Linked DNA regions of Mus musculus: regions 1, 3 and 4 are each linked to region 2. The links are chromatin contacts, called in public Hi-C, HiChIP or PLAC-seq and promoter capture Hi-C maps. All regions are on one chromosome and are shown on one strand. Each heading gives the region's core, a stretch centred on a gene start, on an enhancer-like site or on the middle of the called end of the contact. The rest is flanking DNA. Distances are from core to core; before and after follow the strand shown.

Evidence for each region. Promoter capture Hi-C pulls out the DNA fragments that hold promoters and counts their contacts. A called contact is a pair of places that touch in the nucleus more often than the background predicts. HiChIP or PLAC-seq counts read pairs in DNA pulled down with a chosen protein or histone mark.
Region 1: a Hi-C map of bone marrow-derived macrophages shows a contact between it and region 2, with 30 read pairs. The contact joins the promoter of Cd200r4 here to the enhancer-like site in region 2. A contact is called at or near these places in 5 of 39 promoter capture datasets (the HPC-7 cell line, cranial neural crest, embryonic stem cells and 2 more), 2 of 484 Hi-C or Micro-C datasets (bone marrow-derived macrophages and nephron progenitors), 1 of 115 datasets of contacts at active chromatin or transcription factors (bone marrow-derived macrophages) and 2 of 9 other capture datasets (adipose tissue and liver).
Region 3: a contact with region 2 is called in a promoter capture Hi-C map of macrophages, with 7 read pairs. The contact joins the promoter of Gtpbp8 here to the enhancer-like site in region 2. A contact is called at or near these places in 3 of 39 promoter capture datasets (the HPC-7 cell line, macrophages and neutrophils), 1 of 484 Hi-C or Micro-C datasets (bone marrow-derived macrophages), 7 of 115 datasets of contacts at active chromatin or transcription factors (acute myeloid leukemia, bone marrow-derived macrophages, embryonic fibroblasts and 4 more) and 2 of 9 other capture datasets (liver and pancreatic islet).
Region 4: an H3K4me3 HiChIP or PLAC-seq map of bone marrow-derived macrophages shows a contact between it and region 2, with 4 times the contacts expected there. The contact joins the promoter of Cd200r1 here to the enhancer-like site in region 2. A contact is called at or near these places in 9 of 39 promoter capture datasets (the C10 cell line, the HPC-7 cell line, HPC-7-derived erythroid cells and 6 more), 1 of 15 datasets of contacts at CTCF or cohesin (large pre-B cells), 7 of 484 Hi-C or Micro-C datasets (bone marrow-derived macrophages, macrophages, myocytes and 3 more), 8 of 115 datasets of contacts at active chromatin or transcription factors (CD8 T cells, acute myeloid leukemia, bone marrow-derived macrophages and 4 more) and 5 of 9 other capture datasets (adipose tissue, bone marrow-derived macrophages, embryonic stem cells and 2 more).

The regions. Positions count from the first base shown.
Region 1 is chr16:44,819,342-44,822,041 of GRCm38.p6, forward strand. It overlaps Cd200r4 (CD200 receptor 4), which reads left to right and starts at 1,387. Exons shown (of 6, transcript NM_207244.2): 1 at 1,387-1,618. The coding sequence starts at 1,555.
Region 2 is chr16:44,987,391-44,990,090 of GRCm38.p6, forward strand. It overlaps a transcript of Cd200r3 not described here. Among named protein-coding and RNA genes, the nearest start is that of Cd200r3, 45 kb to the left of the region's middle. Within about 2 kb of position 1,396, at least 31 of the 459 cell types and tissues checked have an H3K27ac peak or open chromatin away from gene starts, as enhancers often do. A contact at or near this core is called in the HPC-7 cell line, acute myeloid leukemia, bone marrow-derived macrophages and 3 more, where this site is marked.
Region 3 is chr16:44,744,924-44,747,623 of GRCm38.p6, forward strand. It overlaps Gtpbp8 (GTP-binding protein 8 (putative)), which reads right to left and starts at 1,440. Exons shown (of 6, transcript NM_025332.3): 1 at 1,076-1,440; 2 at 472-570. The coding sequence starts at 1,414.
Region 4 is chr16:44,764,382-44,767,081 of GRCm38.p6, forward strand. Cd200r1 (CD200 receptor 1) reads left to right here and starts at 1,355. Exons shown (of 7, transcript NM_021325.3): 1 at 1,355-1,691. The coding sequence starts at 1,628.

The DNA of each region.
Region 1 (2,700 bases), core at 137-2,636, 170 kb before region 2:
CATCTCTCTAGCCCTATTAATTTAATTTAATTTACAATCTTCAGCATACCCAAAACCCCAAAAGAGAAATGAGAGAGAAAATAACATTAGAAAAAATGAAATAGAAAGTAATTAAAAGAAGTTGAGATGTATGCAACTGATATATAAGACAGAAGGAACACATGAAAAAGCAGCAACAATTCGTTTTTCCTGTCTTAAATCATGCTGTTGATTAAACTTTGTAGCTAAAGTCAGAGGTCAATAGAATGGGGGGGGGCACTAAATGTGTTCCAATTATGTTTTGTGTATAAATGAGTAACTTTAGATCAAAATACAACTTGGTTGCAAATGAAAGAATGGAAATATATATTTATGTAAATAGTAACCTTCCCCAAAGAACTAATTAACTATGGCCTCTATCAGACAGAGTAATGTTTAGGCAAAAAATAAAAATTATGAGGAGACAAAAAAGGATGTTTCATACTGATAAAAGGTGAATATCTCACCTATATGTTGTGATCTTGTAAATATATATATATATATATATATATATATATATATATATATATACACACATATATATTATATGTACATATACACACAAACAGCAATAACAACAACAACAACAGAACAGAACTCCAATGCATGAAGTGACAGTGGGTAGTATTAAAAGGAAGTAATATTAGGTGGATGTTTTGAATCTTTACTTTTTAGTAATGGCTAAAACTACTGGATAAACCATCACCAGGCAAATAGAAGCTTATAGAACACTATAAAACGATTAGCACCAACAGACAGAAACATAATTCCTCCCTAAAAAGCAGAATTCAATTCTCTATTGCACATGTAACAGTTCTCAAAATATCCCATATAGTCATCATAATGATAGTGACAACAGTGATGAACAGATGTCAGCTACCAGTCTCTGTTGATGTTTGACAACAAATAGAGCGATTGAAATTAACAGAGAAACTGATAAGTTACCATATATTCTTTTGTAAGTCCAAAGTAGCATACAGCGATGAACTCCGTAAAGCATTTCATTTATGTGCAGCTCACTAAACAACAAAATGAGCAAATGTTGATAGATGTCAGAGCCATGTTTGCTTCTTGAGAAGCAATACCAAGGAAAGGCATGGCGAGAGCTTTGAGAAACAAAATGGCAGGACCCTGGTTTGGAAATTTGGGAAATGCTTGTCCAAGTTCATTTGTACAGATTCATCAGCTGTATACATAAGGTTTGCTCATTTTCCAGTATACGATTTACCCTTTAAAAATTACTGCCTTAAAATGGAATTGCCATAAACTGTGTCTTAATCTTTTAATACTGTGAGAGAATGAAGGAGTTATGCTTTGGCTTCTTTCTTTATCATTCAGCAAACATCACTGTCTTTTTTTCCTGTGAAGGCTTAGTCATCCAACTGGAGGCAGACTGGAGATGAAGATAAAGATAGAGAAATGAGGAAGAAAGTCACTCCTAAATCGGTGAACTGAGCATAAACAAAGTTGACCAAGCTGGAATCACTGAGTCCACCCAGGGGGCTACGAATTGTGTTTCACTAGGTTCCACTCCAGATGCATGCTCTGGGGAGGATTCCGACTTTGACTTTGCTGATCTTCATCAATATTTTTGTGTCTGGTAAGTCTGACATTCTGAGAACTTTAGGAAATGAAATTGTTAACTTTGGTTAACTTTGGACTATGATAATCCTCCTGTCTCAGCCTCTCCTGATTCCTTGAATTATAGGCATTCACCTTTGTTTCAGGCTAGTAGGACCAATTTAACACTCTACCATTTACTTTTAAGTTGATTGTTAACAAGTTTTCTACAAATATTCCACTGAGGAGACTATTAGTTATTATCATGAATTTGAAGATTAGAGACTGCCTGAAAAATCCTGTACTAGATTTCTGGCTTGCTTCATCTTTACAGTTGACTTGAATTAGAGAGAGAGAGAGAGAGAGAGAGAGAGAGAGAGAGAGAGAGAGAGAGAGAGAGAGAGAGAGAGGGAGAGAGAGGGAGAGAGGGAGAGAGAGAGAGAAAGAGGGAGGGAGGGGGAGGGAGAGAGGGAGAGAGAGAGAGAGAGAGAGAGAGAGAGAGAGGGAGAGAGAGAATATCATCTGATCTATGGTAAAGTGGAGGCACTGAGCTTAGCTGGGAGGGAGCAGTCCTGTGCTGAAAGGGAAAGGGGGATACCATGGTCTGCATGTAGGCCAGTTTGTGCATTGCTGCCAGAGGCCAGAGAGTATGGAGTCTTTCTTAAAGCATTAGAAGTAATGCTTGTGGGAGGAGGGGGAAGCAGAATCTGAAATAACCCTTATAAGAACGGCTAAAGTGCTAGAGCTCTCTGCCTTAGCTCTGTCTCACCAGAACCATAGTTCCTAAGCAGACTGATCAATGTAAAAGCAAACTGACATTTCTTCAAGTACAAAAATACCAGCTATGTTCTTCTTCAAGATGTATAAATTTAGTTTGTCTGAGTTCAAGTTTATCATTAACAACCCATTTTCAACAATTAAGAAAAGCCTGAAAGACCTTTGCATGAAAGTAATTTAACCTCCACTTTCTGTTTTGTTTTAGAAACTATATATGTATTTACTGTGTGTATGTATTTCTGCATGTGTATTTGTATGTGTGTGTGTGAGTGTGTGTGTGAGTGTGTCTATGTGAATGCACCCCTGACACAGCATTTGTGCGTGGGTCAGAAGGCAATTATAGGA
Region 2 (2,700 bases), core at 146-2,645:
CATTAGCAGTTCCAATAATAGATATGCTAATGCAAAGTCGACAAATAACTGAAGACTTTCTATCCATTGACTTCCTACTAAAATCATGCTTAAGTACATGTTTCTTCTACTTAAAGTCTGTTCTGCTAAATCCTACACAGTTTTTTCTCTATCAGATAGTGGTTCTATATGAAGACAATATCTACTGTACAGACCATCCTGCCAACTTTGTGCCTGGTTGTCTATCCTTTCCTGTTCATGCTCCAACGGCTTTCCAGTTGACTTTGCCACGCTGCATTGTGCATCTTGCTCTTATTCTCAGTACTCACAACAGGTCTTGAGCTAGGTCAGAAGAGCTTCCCCACAGATAAAACCCCTGCATTTAAAAAAAGGATATCCTGAGTTGAAGGCAATTCTTCTTCTTCCTGGAGATATAGAGTGATCTTTACTTAAATCTAAACCGCAATCCTCCTCTAGTTCCCTTGGGTGCCTGCTTAGAGAATAGCCACCTTCTCTAATTTTTTTCTTAAATGTTTATTTACTTTATGTGTATGAGTGCTTTTTTTACATGTGGACCACAGACACACAGTGTATCTATGGAGGCCAGAAGAGAGCATTAGATCCCCTAGAACTGGAGTTGCAAAAGTCTGTGGACCACCACATGGATACCAGAAACAACCTGAGTCCTTTGTCAGAACAGCTTTGTCTTAAGCCCTGAGCCATCTCTCCAGATTGAAAACCTCTCCCTTTTAGGACTTATTTAGAATTGTATTAGTTGGCACTGCAGATGTGATTCAGCAGTTAATCCTTGTTGCTCTTGCAGAGGACCTGGGTTCAATTCCCAGAACCCGCACAACAGCTTGCAACCATCTGTAACTCCATTTTCAGGGGACCCAAAGCCCTCTTCTGGCCTCCACTGGCATCTAGGCATAAATTTTCTACACAAATACATTTAAGAAAACATTTATACAAATAAAGCAATTGTATTAGTTATCGTTCACACCACTGTGACAGAATGCCTGAAAGAAGCACTTTAAAGTAGGAAGGATATATCTAAGAAGCAATTTAAAATAGGAAGGATATATCTTTTTTGTTTGTTTGTTTGGTTGTTTGGTTGGTTGTTTTGGGGGGTGGGGGGGTGAAACAGTGTTTCTCTGTATATCCCTGGCTGTCCTGGAAGTCACTCTGTAGACCAGACTGGCCTCAAACTCAGAAATTCACCTGCCTCTGCCTCCTGAGTGCTGGTATTAAAGGTGTGCGTCACCACTCCCGGCAGGAAGGATATATCTTGATTCATTGTCTCAGAGCATATAAATTTATCAATAGTGGGGAAAATAGCTAGTACAGCTCTGAGGGGCAGGATTCTATTTGCTACACCTTGGAATACAGGAAGTAGAGATCTTGAGGTAGAATTGCAGAAGCAGAACCAGAACCAGATTATAGCCTCAGGTCCTGCCCCCACAGTGACCCTCTTCCTCAAGTTAGGCAATCCCTCCTATAGGTTCCACAATCTCCCAAAGCAGCACTACTATCCAAGAACAAAGTGTGGGGACAAAGGGTCCAAATAAATGAGCCTGTGGAGGACATTTCACATTGATGACACAACATGAACACTCTTCCCATGACCCTAGTAGTAAGTCAGGAGGGGTACTTATGCATTTGAAGTAATATGGAGATAAAAATCTAGGCAGCACAGAAATCTATGCTGGTGAAGCGTCCCGTCAGTCTTATGCTGCTGATAGAAAAGACGTTGGTGTTTCCACTGGTCACAGACGGAGACAAGTGGAGAAATCATTGGTGGGTTTGTATGCATTGCTTCTTACAGCACCTAATTGTGAAATATAGAGAAGTCATTGCCAGAGCATTGCCTTGAGGCAGCAAGAATGTTTATATGAATCCAAAGACTAGAAAAAAAATAAATAAAAGACTTCTGAAAAAGAGAGGAAGTAGGAGAGACAGGGATTAGCAAAGTGCCCATGTGTGATGCTATGTGGCATGATTCTTCAGTATTTTCTTGCATGGAATTTATGGAACTTATGAAAAGAGGGACATTTTTGCTGGAGTCCATGTGTATATTCTTTTTTTTTTCTTTTCCATTTTTTATTAGGTATTTAGCTCATTTACATTTCCAATGCTATACCAAAAGTCCCCCATACCCACCCACCCCCACTTTCCTACCCACCCACTCCCCCTTTTTGGCCCTGGTGTTCCCCTGTACTGGGGCATATAAAGTTTGCAAGTCCAATGGGCCTCTCTTTCCAGTGATGGCCGACTAGGCCATCTTTTGATACATATGCAGCTAGAGTCAAGAACTCCGGGATACTGGTTAGTTCATAATGTTGTTCCACCTATAGGGTTGCAGATCCCTTTAGCTCCTTGGGTACTTTCTCTAGCTCCTCCATTGGGAGCCCTGTGATCCATCCACTAACTGACTGTGAGCATCCACTTCTGTGTTTGCTAGGCCCCGGCATAGTCTCACAAGAGACAGCTACATCTGGGTCCTTTTGATAAAATCTTGCTGTGTATATTCTTAATGAATAATCACTATATGATTGAGAGCAGTTCATTCCAGGTTTTACTAAAAGACATAAAACCATCATTGAGATGATCCAGCCTGTAGAATTAAAGGCAGAATAAAGCTATTAGCTAATGCAAAAAAAAATACTTTATAGGATGTGTAGAGGAATAATCAATAGGCTCTGATTTTGAGAAATTTGTGAT
Region 3 (2,700 bases), core at 190-2,689, 240 kb before region 2:
CCAGTTGGCTGCATCAATGAAAAGGAAGGAGAAGAAGGAGAGGATAGCAGAAGGGCAGAAGATCAGAGCTATCTGTGAAGAAAGGCACAGAGTGGCCTTGGGTAAAAGAATACACACATCTGGAATATACACAAGAATATAGAGGACAAAGCAACTTAAACCCTTTTTTCCCTACAACCAATGTAGAACTAGACATTCATTATTATAGAAGAAAACAGCAATAAAATACTTAACTTTGTCAACTAAGGAAAAATTTAGAACAACAATGCTTTCCTTTAGATATTGGCAAGACTACTAAAATCAATTCAGCTATACTTTTGTTTTTCTCAGAGAATATACAGACATTAATGATGTCTTACCTTATTACATATTTTTTAAAAAAATTCTTCTCTAGGAACTTAGCAATTATGATCTCTTGCATCTGCCAATACTTAGGTCTCATTTTATAAATTCAAGAGATACCCAGCATACCGGTTTTTTTGAGATCCTGACTTCTACATCAGGGGCCAGGGAAAATAAGGCCTTTATCAAAGAGGATTTTCCAACATTGCTTCGGCCTATGAAACACACCTAGTATGAGAGAGAGGTAGGGAGAATGGAGTACTTAGTATTCTCAGGGCTGAACAGTGGCTTATTTATTACATGTTGTACTTTCGGGGTTGGAGACGTGGCTCAATGGTTAGGTGCGCTTGCTGCCAGAGGATTGTAGTTCAAGTCCCAGCCAGCACGTATGGCTGCTCCCAACTGCCTGAAACTCCCGTTCCAGCGAGCACTGATGTCTTTTTCTGGGTTCTGAAGGCAACAGGCATGTGGTACACAGACATACATGCAGGCAAACCCACATAAACTAAAATGAAAATATAAAAGCACGGGCGGCTCTTCCGGAACACCGGAGTTGGATTCCCAGCACCCACACTGCGGCTCACTGCGGTCCTCCACGGGCACCGCACACGAGTGGCGCATCCACACGGAGTGTTTTCTTTTGCTGTTACGAGCTCTCTCGCTGGGTGACAGGAAATGAGCACAGGCCGACTCAGGCTCTCGCACCTACAGTAGACCCGGCGGTCAACCTCACCTCCGGCTGCTGCAAACTCGGGGCGTGGTCGAGGCGGACGGCGGAGCTGAGGTACTCGATGCGGTTCCGGGCGGTGGCCTCAAAGATGCTCTCCGCCCGCCCGATGTCCTCCAGGCTCGGGTCGAAGAGTCTCTGTTCGATAAGGCCAGGCCCCGAGTCCGCGGCGAGGTGCTGCCCCAGTTCCCGCAGCGGGTACACTACCTTCGTTAGCTGTTTCTGTGGCAGCCTTAGCACTTCTGCGAAGGCAGGGGACGTGCTGTAAACCCGGGTCCAAGGCCCCAGTGCTGGCGCTTTCTCAAGGAGCCTTCCCATTCTATGACTCAACCTAGCCGCTGCCATTTTCCTCTCCCAGAATCCTCGCGACTGGATTTTATTAGTAGGGTCTGGACAGCGCCAGACAGAAAGCTCGCTGCCGCAGCGCCTGCTGGGAATTGTAGTTTTCTAGGGTCTCCTCACCTGCTCAAGCTTCTCACCACCTCCGGGCAGAAAGGGGGAAACCCCACTGACTTTCTTTAACACCTTGGCTTTACCAACTATGTATCAGATTGGCGTGTTCTGGTCTTCAGCGGTTTCCAGATGCGAAAAACTTACCTTGTCCTGTGATCTTTGAGTCTCAAGGGAAGGAACCATAGGGACAAACTAGTGGATTCCAAGCCCGCTTTGCCTTCTGTTTCCGGTCGTTTTATCGTCGATTGACATTTATCATAAGTTCACGTCACCGAGAAAAACACGTTTGCAAAATTAAATAAGCTGGTGAGAAATGTGGTTGGAATTGCAACTCGTTTTCAGAGAAGGGACGGTATCTCTCTGACAGGCAGAGCGTTGGAGCAGCAGTTGAGAACTGACAAAGATCCATAAACCAGAAACAGAACTGGGAACAACTGGAGTCCTTTGAAGCCCCCAAATACACACCCCCTTCCTCCAATACAGTCATACCTTCTAATCCTACAAGGCCCCACTTTCCAACCCTTTCCAAACAGTTCCCTAAACTCGGGAGCAACTATTCAAATGGCTCATGGGAGCCATTCTCATTTAAACCACCACAAGCATTTAATCATTCCGTGCCCTGTCACTCCATTATTTTCTTTTTAAAGCATCTGCATATAGCAGGCACATAAACTTTAGAGTCAACATATGCTGTGTTTTCCATGGACACTTGTAATCAAACTCTTCCCTAGTCTCTACTGTAGGCAGAAGATCAAAGAGCCAGAGCCAGGTTGACTCCATGACAGGCTGTAAACTGGCAGTTTGGGAGTCTAGGCCTATTTCTGTTTCCCAGAAATGAGGACCCAGATTCAGGAGCCCATGGCCATCCAACCACAGCTGCAGACAGCCAATCCAAGGGTGCCTTACCACCTTGGAAAGTCCCCAGAGCCCTAACAAATCACAAAGGACTCATATCCCTGGAGATAGAGCCAACTAATCAAGAAAAAACAAAAGATAAAAGACACCCACTGCCACCCTAACAGGCTTTAAACTGACCCTGCAGAGCACACACTGGTGTCTCCATTCTTAAATGGAGCGACCTTTGCATGCCGAATTCTGCTGAAAGACGCTCTTTGCTGTTGCATATTATTTGAGTCTGGGGTCTCATTCTCTGGGGGTTCTCAGACCCTAACATTAGC
Region 4 (2,700 bases), core at 105-2,604, 220 kb before region 2:
AATAGAAAAGAAATACAGACACAGCTAAGAAAATGAACCAGTATCATTGAGGTTGCTTGGCAGAGAATTAAGCACTGCTCAGATTGTCCTCAGAACCTACAGTGTCAACAGCTTCTTGTGATGGAAAAACAGTATTTAAATTTAAATGACATGTCTTCAAGTCTTTCTTTCTCTTAAGGATCTTATCTCCTTGTTCCTTTGAATCAGAATGGTGCACTGAGAAAGCTTGAGAGGTGGAGGAGGGTAATATATAGAGTTTAATGTTTGGCAAGAGGGAAGAGGGAATTGCTAACTTTGAAAATTCGTGCTGTTTTATCTTTTTTTCCTGTTGACAATGTTTTCTTCCTCTTCCTGGAGCATTTTGCTCAGGGGTAGGAAATTCTTACCACAGAGGTTTTTTGGTTTTTTTTTTTTTTTTCCTTCTTCTCAACTGTAATCTAAGTTTATACTAACTAGTAACATTACACAGAATTTTTCTGGGAAGTTAGACTCTCAGATCTATGACAACTCAAAGGCGGTTATCTGTGACTACAACAACCTAACTCCTCGAAAGTCAAAGAGAATGGAAATTCAGTACTGAGCCTCCCACAGAGGTCTGCGACTGAACGTTCACTGATGTGGCAAAAGGGACTATGTGAATGTAATTAAATTAAGGATCTTCGGATGAACAGACAATGCTCATTGGACAAATTAATCGCAAAGGACCTTGTAAGAGGAAGGCAGAAGGGTCATCATCAGGCGATCAGCTATGGCAATGGAACACAGGTTAGAATGATGTCCGATGGCCGCAGGCTAGAGCGCAGAGACATCTGGGTGCTGGAAAAGGTCGTGTCTCCAGAAGAAGCAAAGGCCTGGCTACGCCTTGATTTTAATCCCATATCATGACGTTCAGACTTTTGACTCCCGGGCAGTGCATTAGTGCTGTGTTTAAGCCTCTCATTTTGGGATTGTTAGGGTAATAATAGAAATAATAGAAAATAATAGAAAAACGCATTTGATGCTCCCAGCATTATGTGTGGGGTTCCAGACTAGATAGTAATCTCACCATGGCATTTTCAAGTAGAAATATTTATTCTGCATTAAAGACTGAGGAAGGGTATACACACTATTATTATTATTATTATTATTATTATTATTATTATTATTATTATATTGGAGAACTTTCCAGAAATTCATTGTGGTTAGGAAATTTACAAGCACGCGGCGAAAATCGATCGATAACCCTCTTCAGTTTTGAATGGAGGTTTAGACACATCCATCTGTCTTGGGCATGTTCAGAGCCTTACTGTACAGTTTATCTGTGAGCAGCAGGAGAAGAGAAAGAGCCAATGGGCTGAAAGTAACCCACTCAGTCAGCTTCCTCTGTCTTTGCTTCACGGTTCTGCACAGGAAATCCATTGCTGTGTCAAGTCCCAGAGAAGTTTCTTCTCTTCCAAGCCAGACTAAAGCACGCGAGTGGAAGGAGTTGGCAGGCAGGACGGGGCTGCTCCCTGCGGATGGGTTAAGAGGTGCGCTACCACGCAGAAGCCAACCCGAGAGAAGAGGGATCCGGGTTATGGTCACTGCTGCTCCCTTACCTCTGAGGAGAAAAAGTACCGAGTGAGCGGCGGAAAACCAGAAAACCGAAATGTTTTGCTTTTGGAGAACTTCTGCCCTAGCAGTGCTCTTAATATGGGGGGTCTTTGTGGCTGGTGAGTCTGAAATTTTTTGGGGGGTGTGGGTGGGGAGAATGACTAAGGGAGGAGAGACCTGTTCTGCGCAGCATTTAAGCCTTGTCCCTTTTCGCTGGGTAACGCAAGCCAATTTCTGTTGTAGAGATAAGGGTTGCTCCAGATATGGGTTACCTTGTCACCTCTACTTTCTGCTTTGTCTGATTTATTTTTGCTTTGTGTTCTATAATGTCCTCCACTGTCGCTTCCTCATCTCCCCTCCCCCTTCAGGACAGGTCAGGATAAATTAAACACATATTCATAGCAATCAAAATGACATGGGGGTCTCTGTATCTTCTTCTTGGGGAAAACCAAAAACCAAAAACCAAACCAACAACCAGCTATCATCTCTGGTCTCCCTCGCCAACAGTGTAAGTTGGGAACGTATCTTTTTTTTTTTTTCCTGACACTTTTCGTGACTGCAGGCTTTACACATACAGTTACACTGGTGTATCTGTGATGTATATTTGCCTTTATCTTGAAGATATGTGGGCTACAGGAGTCACTTTCTGAATCAGGAGGTGCACGCCTCAATGTCTGCAGTTTTGTAGGAGTTCAATAGAATTTGGGGCTACCGTGCGGGTGTCCTGATTTCACTGTAGAAGGGTGGTGGGAGTTCGTGTAGGAGGCTTTTTCATGTTTCACTTTTAGTAGCTGCAGTAGCTACGAGGGAACAACAGACTTAGCTCTGAAATGTATAGTTTAACAATTTAAAGGAGACACGGTATTTCTTTCCTTTCACCAGAATTCCTTTAAAAATCACATTTTGGTCTATCTTCCAGAAAGAGAACATCACATGATAGTCTTACTGGTGAGCACACGTAAGATAACTATGATCCACCACTGCACCCTTCTGCTGAGAATTTTCAGTTATCTGTTCTTTTTGATGTGCATAGCAAGCCATTGAGGTCAGGATGGAAGAAAGCTCCGTTTCACATAGCTAGAACCTAAGCTTAGGGCGGTGAAGTGCTTTGTCCGCAGTACTTATTTC